Regions from separate parts of the Pan troglodytes genome. Here region 1 is linked to region 2. A link is a contact called in public Hi-C data. All regions are on one chromosome and are shown on one strand. The core of a region is the stretch at or near the end of the contact, and the rest is flanking DNA. Distances in the headings are between cores, read along the strand shown. Region 1 holds the start of NPAT (nuclear protein, coactivator of histone transcription). Region 2 holds the start of CUL5 (cullin 5).

Evidence for each region. A called contact is a pair of places that touch in the nucleus more often than the background predicts.
Region 1: a contact with region 2 is called in a Hi-C map of stem cell-derived neural progenitor cells, with 2.9 times the contacts expected there. The contact joins the promoter of NPAT here to the promoter of CUL5 in region 2. A contact is called at or near these places in 1 of 7 Hi-C or Micro-C datasets (stem cell-derived neural progenitor cells) and 1 of 1 datasets of contacts at active chromatin or transcription factors (stem cell-derived excitatory neurons).

What each region holds. Positions count from the first base shown.
Region 1 is chr9:110,206,709-110,211,671 of NHGRI_mPanTro3-v2.0_pri, reverse strand. It overlaps NPAT (nuclear protein, coactivator of histone transcription), which reads left to right and starts at 3,239. Exons shown (of 18, transcript XM_508739.8): 1 at 3,239-3,520. The coding sequence starts at 3,484. It overlaps ATM (ATM serine/threonine kinase), which reads right to left and starts at 2,933. Exons shown (of 63, transcript XM_016921933.4): 1 at 2,834-2,933.
Region 2 is chr9:109,991,507-109,996,142 of NHGRI_mPanTro3-v2.0_pri, reverse strand. CUL5 (cullin 5) reads right to left here and starts at 2,455. Exons shown (of 20, transcript XM_522173.9): 1 at 1,681-2,455; 2 at 1,650-1,679. The coding sequence starts at 1,905.

The sequences.
Region 1 (4,963 bases), core at 1,990-4,489, 210 kb before region 2:
TACCCACACATACCTATATCTCAAGAAGTAAAAAGGTAGGGAAAGTCCTTCTCCTATCCATCCATCTAAATTCTACTTAATCTTTCAAGATCAAGTATGTTTCTCTGCCCCGATTCAATCTCACAGAATCTCAAAATTGGGAGGAACTAAAAGACCAGGTCCAATCTTCCTATGAAGGAAGGAATGTCTCCTACAAAATGAATGCCCTGTCTTTGAATATTCTCAGTAAGAGCTGACTACCGGGGCTAGGCGTGGTGGCTCATGCCTGTAATCCCAGCACTCTGGGAGGCCGAGGTGGGCGTTCCACGAGGTCAGGAGTTCGAGACCAGCCAGCCTGGCCAACATCGTGAAACCCCGTCTCTACTAAAAATACAAAAATTAACCAGGTGTGGTAGCATGTGCCTGTAATCCTAGCTACTGGGGAGACTGAGGTAGGAGACTCACTTGAACCCAGGAGGCGGAAAGTGCAGTTAGCTGAGATCACGCAATTGCACTCCAGCATGAGCGACACAGCAAGACTGTCTCAAAACAAAACAAGACAAAAAAAACAAAAAGAGCTGACTACCCATTTTATTAGCAGATGGCTCTGATTCTCTTCTCCTTTTGTATTCACTGGTGGTTCTTCTGACTTCCCCCATCCCCCAACACTGTTACAACTTCCGCTTTACTCTGCTATAGATTACAGATTGTTATTTGAGTTCTTTTCATTTGATTATATACTTCCTGTGGACAAGTATTATCATTTTTGTTTTTCCATTCCTTATGGTTTTATCTAGGAATCTTCTTACTTCTTCAATCTCAGTTTAAAGCCCTCTTGAGTCAATAAGGAAAATGAAACTGGTAATCTAACCAATGAAAATACCTTAGCAATATCCAAAGAACCATAAGGTTTGGCACCTTTATTCCTAAATATACTAAAGATTTGACACTTCCCGGAAGAGGCAGCCCTAAACTTGACTTTTTTTTCCCCATGGTGTGACTTCCTTGAACTTGTTTTTCTTACCTTCAGCTTCTTAATGATTATTTTGAAGAAAACAAAACAGTTCAGTATTATCTACATGAACAGAAGATGTTCATTCACTGATAGATGCAAACAATATTTACTACTTATAGCTAAACAAATAATGAACTAAACAGATACAAATCCTACCCTCATGAAGTCATATCTGGGCAGCAGGGTGACAATAAACAAGTAAATTGATAAACCAATGCATAATTCCAAATTGTGATGTATGCCTCTGAGGAAACAAAAACACAGTAATAGAAAATAACTGTAGAGAGAATCATTTTAGATAAACTGTCAGGGAACATATATCTCAGAGGAGTTTATAATAAAGCCAAGATCTGAACTAACTGGTGCCAATCAAAAAAAGGGCTAGAGGACCAACACTTCAGGGAAGGAGACTAGCTTATAGCCAAAGGGTTCTACAATGTTAAAGAACACAGTATGTTGGCGGAACTGAAAGAAGGCAGAGGAACTATTAGGTAGTCAACTAGAGTATGAGTGTCACCATATAAAGATGAACTTCATTTATACATTAATCCAGAATATCTGGGTTCCACTCAAGGTTCAAACGAAAAGATAAGGATTTCCTACTTCCTACGAGCCTCTGAATTGACGAATTCAGTGTTCCTTTTTAGATCTCAACCAAGTTGACCCCTTTGCACAACTTGACAATGACGCTTATATCCCATCTTCCTAGAAATAACTCTGCCCTTGGCATGCCATTCTTTTCTAGTGCTAAGGAGTGTGGCCTCTGTAGTCAGATTGTATTAGTTCAAATCCTGGTTCAGCCACTTACAAACTGTATAATCTAGAGCAAGTTCACTAATCTCTTCAAACCTCAGTTTCTCAATGATAAAAGGAAAAACAATACTAGTACCTACCTCTATGAGTCCCTGTAAGGACCCATATACATGCTTACAGTGCCTGAAACACAGCAAATGTTAGCAATGATCATATTAACTTCCGTTATGACTGTTTCGAAAGTCTCCTGATACCTCTTCTTCCGCTCATACCTCAAAAACAGCTTTGTTTTCTTGGTCTCATCCATTCCTATGACTTCAGCAGCTGAAAACCCACAAAATATATTTCATTCAATGCCAGGCCTCACTCTGGAACTTCAGGGTCCTTCTACACTTTGTGCCTTTACACGCATTTTTCCTTCCATTTGGAAGGCTTCTACCATCTGCCAAGGTAACACTGAGAGGTCTCACCACAAACTGAATTGATAGTCTCAGGCTGAGTTTGCAGAGAACCAAAGTCACTCCTCTACCATCAGAGTACTCCCCTATCACCACATACATTATCATCCACTGTAGTTGTCTTATCTGTACCTGGTAAATACAGCAGCTAACGCTCACGAGTGCTCACCACAGGTCAAGATTATCTCACTTATCTTCACAAGACAGTAGAGAGCGGCCACACGACTGACAGAATTCCAATTCCAGCCGTATGATTCCAGAGCCCAAGCTCTTAACCGCGAGGTTGAAGTTGAAATATCAATACATGCTCGCTGACTAAAAGTACTAAATACGAGAGATCAAAAGATGACTAGTCAAGTCGCGTAGTTAAATCTGAACCCTAAGGTGACACGAAAAGAGGATGCGCAGGAGGCAGGGTTCAATTCAGGGCGTTTAAAAGGAGGAGGTTATTGGCCAAGTCCGCTAAGAACCCGGAGAGAGGCCAGGAAAGATGGAGTGAGGAGAGGGAGGAGTCAAGGGTCACTCTGGAGGGGTGCATGAGATTGGCGGTCTGGGGAGAGGACAGACTGGGTCGCACACGACTGAATTTTCCAGCGCAGAAGCCGCTGCGTTGCCTCCGCGCCCCTACCGCTGCACTCGGAAGGTCAAAGTAGTATCAACCGCGGCGGTGGCAGCAGCGCAGATCCCGACTCCTCTCGCCTCCTCCCGCGGCCACGGCTTCTTTTCTCCGTTAGCCACGCAGGGACCTACTCCCGCTTCCGGTTCAAACCCTGCGTGACTGCCCAGCGCCCACTTCTGGAGGAAGAAACAACGCCAAGCAGCCGCAGAGCACGGTATGCCCATGCGCATCCAGTATCACGCGGTCTCCGCGCTCAAAACACTCCCCCAAAACATTCGGCCCGTCGGAGCAAACGCGCCTGCGCCATGTCCACCAATGGCCAGCGACCTAGCGTTTGCGGCTCGCCCTTCGGCTCGGGCTCCGGGGCTCTCACCCACCCTCCTCGCCCTCGTCGTCCTCCCCGCCTTCCTCATCCCCGCCCCTCCAAGTCTGAGGACGGAAGTGACGACAGTTCCGAAGGCGAACGGAGGCGGGTTTCATTTCGGCGCCTTTCTTTCTCTGGCGGAAGCGATTGGCTGGCGTGAAGCGAAAGAGGCGGGACAAATTGCCGCGAGTTCAGTGCCGCCACTGGAACCGGGAGATGCGGCGCAGGAGCTGTCGCTGTGTTTGCTTTAACCTGAGTCTTGTTCCTTATTGTGGTTCCTGCTGTGGTTTTGATCATGTTGTTACCCTCGGACGTAGCCCGGCTTGTATTGGGTAAGCGCGGACCCGGAAAGGAGGGTTATTGGACCCGGCTATGCCGGACAGAAGGACCTTTGAGGCCAAAGGTTTTCCCTGGGTAGGGAAGCTTTGGGGTTTTGCCTCCCCGCTTACGAGTTGAGACTGGCGGTGATTCTTCGTCATTCGGAGGTTCTGGGCAGTTTAAGCCTCTTTGTATGTAGATGCTCCTCTCTTCAGAGGCTGCGTGGCGAGGGGAAGGCCGAGGGGAAGCTCGGGGTGGAACACCTGGGGCGGATTCGGAAGGAAAGTCAGGCCTCCACACTTAATTAGGACCCCTGAAAGAGCATTTGTCTGCATGACGGACGGATTGCGTGTGCTTCAACCTTGGGCGCACTTTCCTTGGTTCAGTGTTGGGACCAAGATAGGGCAAGTAGGGAGTTCCCCGGCCCCCCATCTTTGTAGAGAGACCTTCCTGGCGCCCTTCTAATAACCCGCCCTTATAACTACGAATTTGGGAGTAGGGGTGATCTTCCTTCTCCATCCTCCACGCAATACGTCGTCCAGTGTAGAGGTGTGAAATGCCAGTTGCATATTTTAAAACAGCAATTCCTGTTCCTTTGATCAGCGAAAAATTTCAGAGGGTTAATTGCCTTAAATTAGTTGAACGTTTTCTAGCCCTAGTTTTACCTTCATTTGAGGAGGGATGGTTTGTGGGTCACTTGTCTGTCAGGGTGTATTGTCTGTGTGAGAGACGGGTTTTGTTGTTGTTTGTCCCCTGAAAGAATAAAGAGGATTGTACTACAGGGGACGAGAGCCAGGTAAAGCTCAAAACCCGAGCCAGTAATTTACGGACGTCGTATGCGACGTCCCTAAAAGTAAATAGCAAGCATCTGTGATGAAACCTCCCATAGTATTCACAGCCATTACTACCATTATTTTATTGTTCGGAAAACCCATTTGTCTTGTGCCTCTTTTAAATGCCCAGCGCTGTCCACAAAAATGTTATTTGCGCAGGGCTCTTGATAAGCACATTTTGCAGGAAACGTTAAACGGAAATGGTTCCACCATCCATTTTTGAAGAAACATAATGACAAGTTTAATGTTTTGTTAATGTCTGATTAATCTTTTGCTTAAGAATTCTGAGTTTTGGCAGTTTGGTAATCTAGTTGAGTTTCGGTAACTATAGTCTTAAACATAGTTTCTCAGCCTCAGTACTGTTAACATTTTGGGCCTCATAATTCTTTATTGTGGGGAGCTATCCTGTGCTCAAATATTGTAGGATGTTTAGCAGCATTCCTGGCTTCTATTCACTAGATTACAGTAGGACACCCGTTCCCCACCCTACCCTTACCCAGTTGTGATCAGCGAAAATGTCTCCAGATATTGCTAGTATGTCCCCTGGAGGGCAGAATCACCCCTAGTTAAGAAAGTCCTAAGAAAGCAGTATCATTTTCTAATTGAAATAATTCACATCAATTT
Region 2 (4,636 bases), core at 1,206-3,705:
AAATTTTCTTTCCTTTTCTTTTTTCATTTAGAGTCTCACAGAGCAGTGGCGTGATCATAGTTAACTATAACCTCTAACTCAGAATTATCAATAGCACCTATATTGTAGGAACACTGTGAAGATTAAATTAATGTATCTAAAACAATCCTCCCACCTTGGCCTCTCAAAGAGCTGAGATTACAGGAGTGAGCCACTGTGCCCAGCCCACAAATTTTCTTTCTGAAGTAAAGCATGGGAAATTTGCTATACCATTATAAAAGAGAAAAGCAGAGTGGGATGGGTTACTCAATTCCCCGAATTCGTTTTCTTAACGAAAGAGGGGGAGTAGTTATAGTAATTTATTGTACTATACTAACTAAGTGCCAGGCACTGTTTTAAGCATTATAGATATATTAACTAATTTAATCTTCACAATGTTCCTATGATACAGGTGCTACTGATAATGCCGTCCTACTCATAAGGAAACTTGCCCAAAGTCATACAGCTTTTAAGTGGTGGCTATTCAGGGAGTCTAATTCTAGGGCCCCTCTCCCTTTTAAAAGGTGATATACAGTACTGCCTCTTAGTAAAATTTGTTCTTCATTTTATGAGACAGTCCCATCTATTAGACAATCAAATATCAGTGGTCTAAAGAAGACATGATGGTTAGGTTCCTGTATATTTTCTATTATTTTCTAGTATTCATCCACATTGCCTGAAGGCATGAGAGGCCTCAGGAAGAAGTGGTTCATCCTTTGTATTAGGCTGGTGCAAAAGTGACTGCGGTTTTTGCCATTAATATTATGTTCCCTGAGCTATTCACTACTCCCATTTCTGTCCGTACTTTTAAGGCAAATGATTAACTACTACAGACACATACACAGAACAGACTAGTTCTAAGTCTTCCTCATTCTTCTCCAAACTTTTTAACTGGTGGAGAATCTGCCCCTGTGGGCCTAGATCTCCCTTGCTATATAAAACTAACTTTAAATACTGTCTTTGACAAGGTAACTTTCCTGCGCCCTAAAACGATGGTATCGCTTCATCAGTTGTCATCTGGTTGTGTCCTGTAACTGGGTGGGGGTTAGGAAGCAGTTTCCTAAGGAAAAAGACGAACTCAAGAATGGGAGAATTAGGAGGGAAGGTGTAACACGCAGAAAAGGGAGGAAGCGGGGTGGAGTGGGAGGCACTGCTGGTCTGACTCGGAATTTCGTGCAGACAGAACGAGAACAGAAATGGAAGAAGTGGGGGGTCGAGTCACTGAAACCTGTTAGGCAGCATTTTCTTGGTTTTTCCTTTGATGCGTCTTAGACATTGCTTTACAAGAAACTGAGACCTAACAGTACTAACGGCCCAGCTGGTCAGGACACTGCACGACCATTCATCTCCCGCTCCCGGCCAGAGCTGGTCCCTTGAAAGCATCGCTCCTCGCCAGCGCTCAGCCAGGCTTTTCTCCCAGCGGCCAGTCGGCGGGAGCGACCACCAGAGCCTGTCGACCCCAAGGCCACAGACCCGCGTTCCGGTACTCGCCGGCTGCCACCGCGGCTTCCCTGCCAGTAGACAACCCCTGAACACTCCCACACTTCGCAGCTGAACCTGAGCCGTGCCTTTCCCAAAGAGCCGAACCCGGCGGCCACACAGTAAAACCCAAGCTGGAGTGAGGGTCTTACCTTTAACAGATTAGACGTCGCCATGTTCTTTAACTTGGACTCTCGCGAGACGACGCGAGAATTCGTGGCGCTCCCGGCCAGGCCTTGACCGGAGGCCGGAGCTCCCACCAGGGCCCAGGGCCCGTCGGCCCGCACCAGGGTGTGGTGGGCGCTGGAGCAGCGCGCCGACAGCGCTGACCTCGTCCCAAGCACCAGGAGCTTCCTCACTCTTGTCCCCTACATGGTCACCGGAGCTTCCCCACGCGAAAGACCTCATGCACGCGCTCAGGAAGACGTGAACCGCGAATGCTGAGAAGGTAACGGGAGCCGACCTGACTTGGAAGAGGAAGCATCGACTCCACGAGCCTCCCCGACTCCTTCGGATTAGCCTTTGTGGTTGCACCCGCCGCGGCCACCTGCAACGAATTTAGCTCGGCTTAGGCCCCGCAGCTCAGGTTCCGCGGCCACGTCACGTGACGCGAGGGCGGGGACGCGCTCGGGAGCGAGCGTGGGAGCCTGGAAGCCTCGGTGGGTCCCGAGGCTGCAGCGAGGCCGGGACCGCGCCCTCTGCTGGCGGGACCTGGCGTTTTCCGGCACCCCGCCCCAAATCCCGGACTCGGTGTTAAGGGAGGTGCATTGTCCTGAAATGCTCACAACAGCTGTCTTCAATAACTCGTGCATAGAATGCGCCCAGTAAATATGTGTTGACTGCACAAGCGTGATGACTCTTAATATTTCTATTCAGGAATGCTTGGCACTTAGATAAAATATTGTTCAGTGCTTTGGGAGGCCGAAGGGGGAGGATCACTTGAGGCCAGTTCAACACCCTCGTCATTACAAAAAAGTTTGAAAAAAAAAAAAGATTGTTTAGAGAATGAATATTAATCTTCGATTTTCTGAAGGCACATTATCCTAGAAGATCCTAAACCATAAGCCCCCAGGTTTTACCCCTTCAGACCACACACCACTGGCCAATGAGATAATATAATTTACATGTGGAACCTGCAGGATACCTGGTATTGTATTTTGCATGTTTACAAACAGCCTTCATACGGCCATAATGCGTAGAAATAAGTAAGAGCTCTGGACTAAGAGAAGAGGGATGGGCCTACTTAAAGAATCCAATCAAGTAGTTAATACTTGTTTGAGCACTTATATGTACTAGGCACAGGAAATACAGGATTAAATAAAAGAGAAGACCCCTGCTTGTTTGGAGTTTATGGCCTAATAAGGTAGCCAAATGTTAAGGATGGTTACACAAGTCAAATATTACTTAGTGGGAGTTGTGATAAATATTGCAAAGAGGCCGGGCGCAGTGGCTCACGCCTATAATCCCTATAGGGCACCGTGGCTCACGCCTATAATCGGCACTTTGGGAGGCCGAGACACCTGCGGTCAGGAGTCCGCGACCAGCCTGGCCAACATGGTGAACCCCTGTCTCTACTAAAAATACACAAATTAGCCGGGCATGGTGGCGGGCACCTGTAATCCCAGCTACTCGGGAGGCTGAAGCAGGAGAATCGCTTGAACCCTGAAGGTGGAGATTGCAGTGAGCCGAGATCGCGCTATTGCACTCCAGCCTGGACGACAGAGCGAGACTCTTGTCTCAAAAAAAGAACAAAAAAAACAAAAAAACAAACAAACAAAAAACTACAAACAAAAAAATACAGTGTGCACTTGAGAGCGTAGGAAGGGAAAGGAAACTAGTATCCTAATCTCCATCTACCCAAGCCACCCTTTGCTTATGCTTAACTGAACCTTAAGACAACTTTTGAGAGCTTGATTTCAGCGTCCTACTGTCAACCGAAGCATTCCAATTTTCCTAACTCACTTGTTCTGGAAACACCACTGCTACAACTCTGACTTCAATAAGTTCTCCATTCCATTGACCCCACCTGTTATCTGCCATCTCCTGTTTTCACTCTTTCTCATCCAATTTAGAATCGGCCCACTGTTATAAAAATGTTTAAATATTTAAAATGCTTAAATATTTATTTCTTAAAAATAGCGCAGGCACATAATACAAAATTCAGAAGGTGCTAAAAATAATACAATCAAAAGTAGTCTTCCTTCGACTTTCTGGGGTGATGTAATGTTCTATATTGTGGTAGGGACTTCAGTTATTCAGGTGTATGCACTTGTCAAAACTCAGCCAGTATACCCTTAAGATTTATGCATTTCAGCCAAGCACAGTGGCGCAATCCTGTAAGCCCAGCACTTTGGGAGGCGAAGGCAGGCAGATCACTTGAGCCCAGGGGTTCGAGACCAGCCTGTGCAAAGTAGCTATCGCTATAAAAAATAATAAAATTTTTTTAAAATGTGCATTTAATTCAAAGAGAAAATAGTTAACAAAATTTGAAGTTTAATGCTACCCATACTGAAGAATTTAGGAGTAAGTGAATCTATATTTATAATTTACTTGGAAATGTATCAAAAAATAAGATGAACTGATGGTTGGGTAGAAACACTGATAAAGCGGGCCTGGCGTGGTGGCTCACACCTGTAATCCCTGCACTTTGGGAGGCCGAGGCAGGTGGATCACCTGAGATCAAGGGTTCAAGACCAGCCTGGCCAACATGGTGAAATCTTGTCTCTACTAAAAATACAAAAAATTAGCCGGGAGTGGTGGCGGGCACCTATAATCCCAGCTACTCAGGAGGCTGAGGCAGGAGAATAGCTTGAACCCAGGAGGCAGAGGTTGCAGTGAGCCAAGATTGCGCCACTGCACTTCAGCCTGGACAACAAGAGTGAAACTCTGTCTCAAAAAAAAAAAAAAAAAAAAGTATGTATATATATATATATCAAGTATAGTAAAATGTTAATGGTAGAGTCTAGGTGGTGGCTATGCTAGGGTTCCCTGTGTAAAACCAACTCATCTATATGTTTAAAATTTTTCATAATTAAATATTTGGGGAAAATTTTTAAAAAATAGGCCTGCCTTCCTCCACAGTCCCCCAGGCATCCATTCTTTCTTCTCATAGACAACAGTTATGTTTCTTGTGAATGCC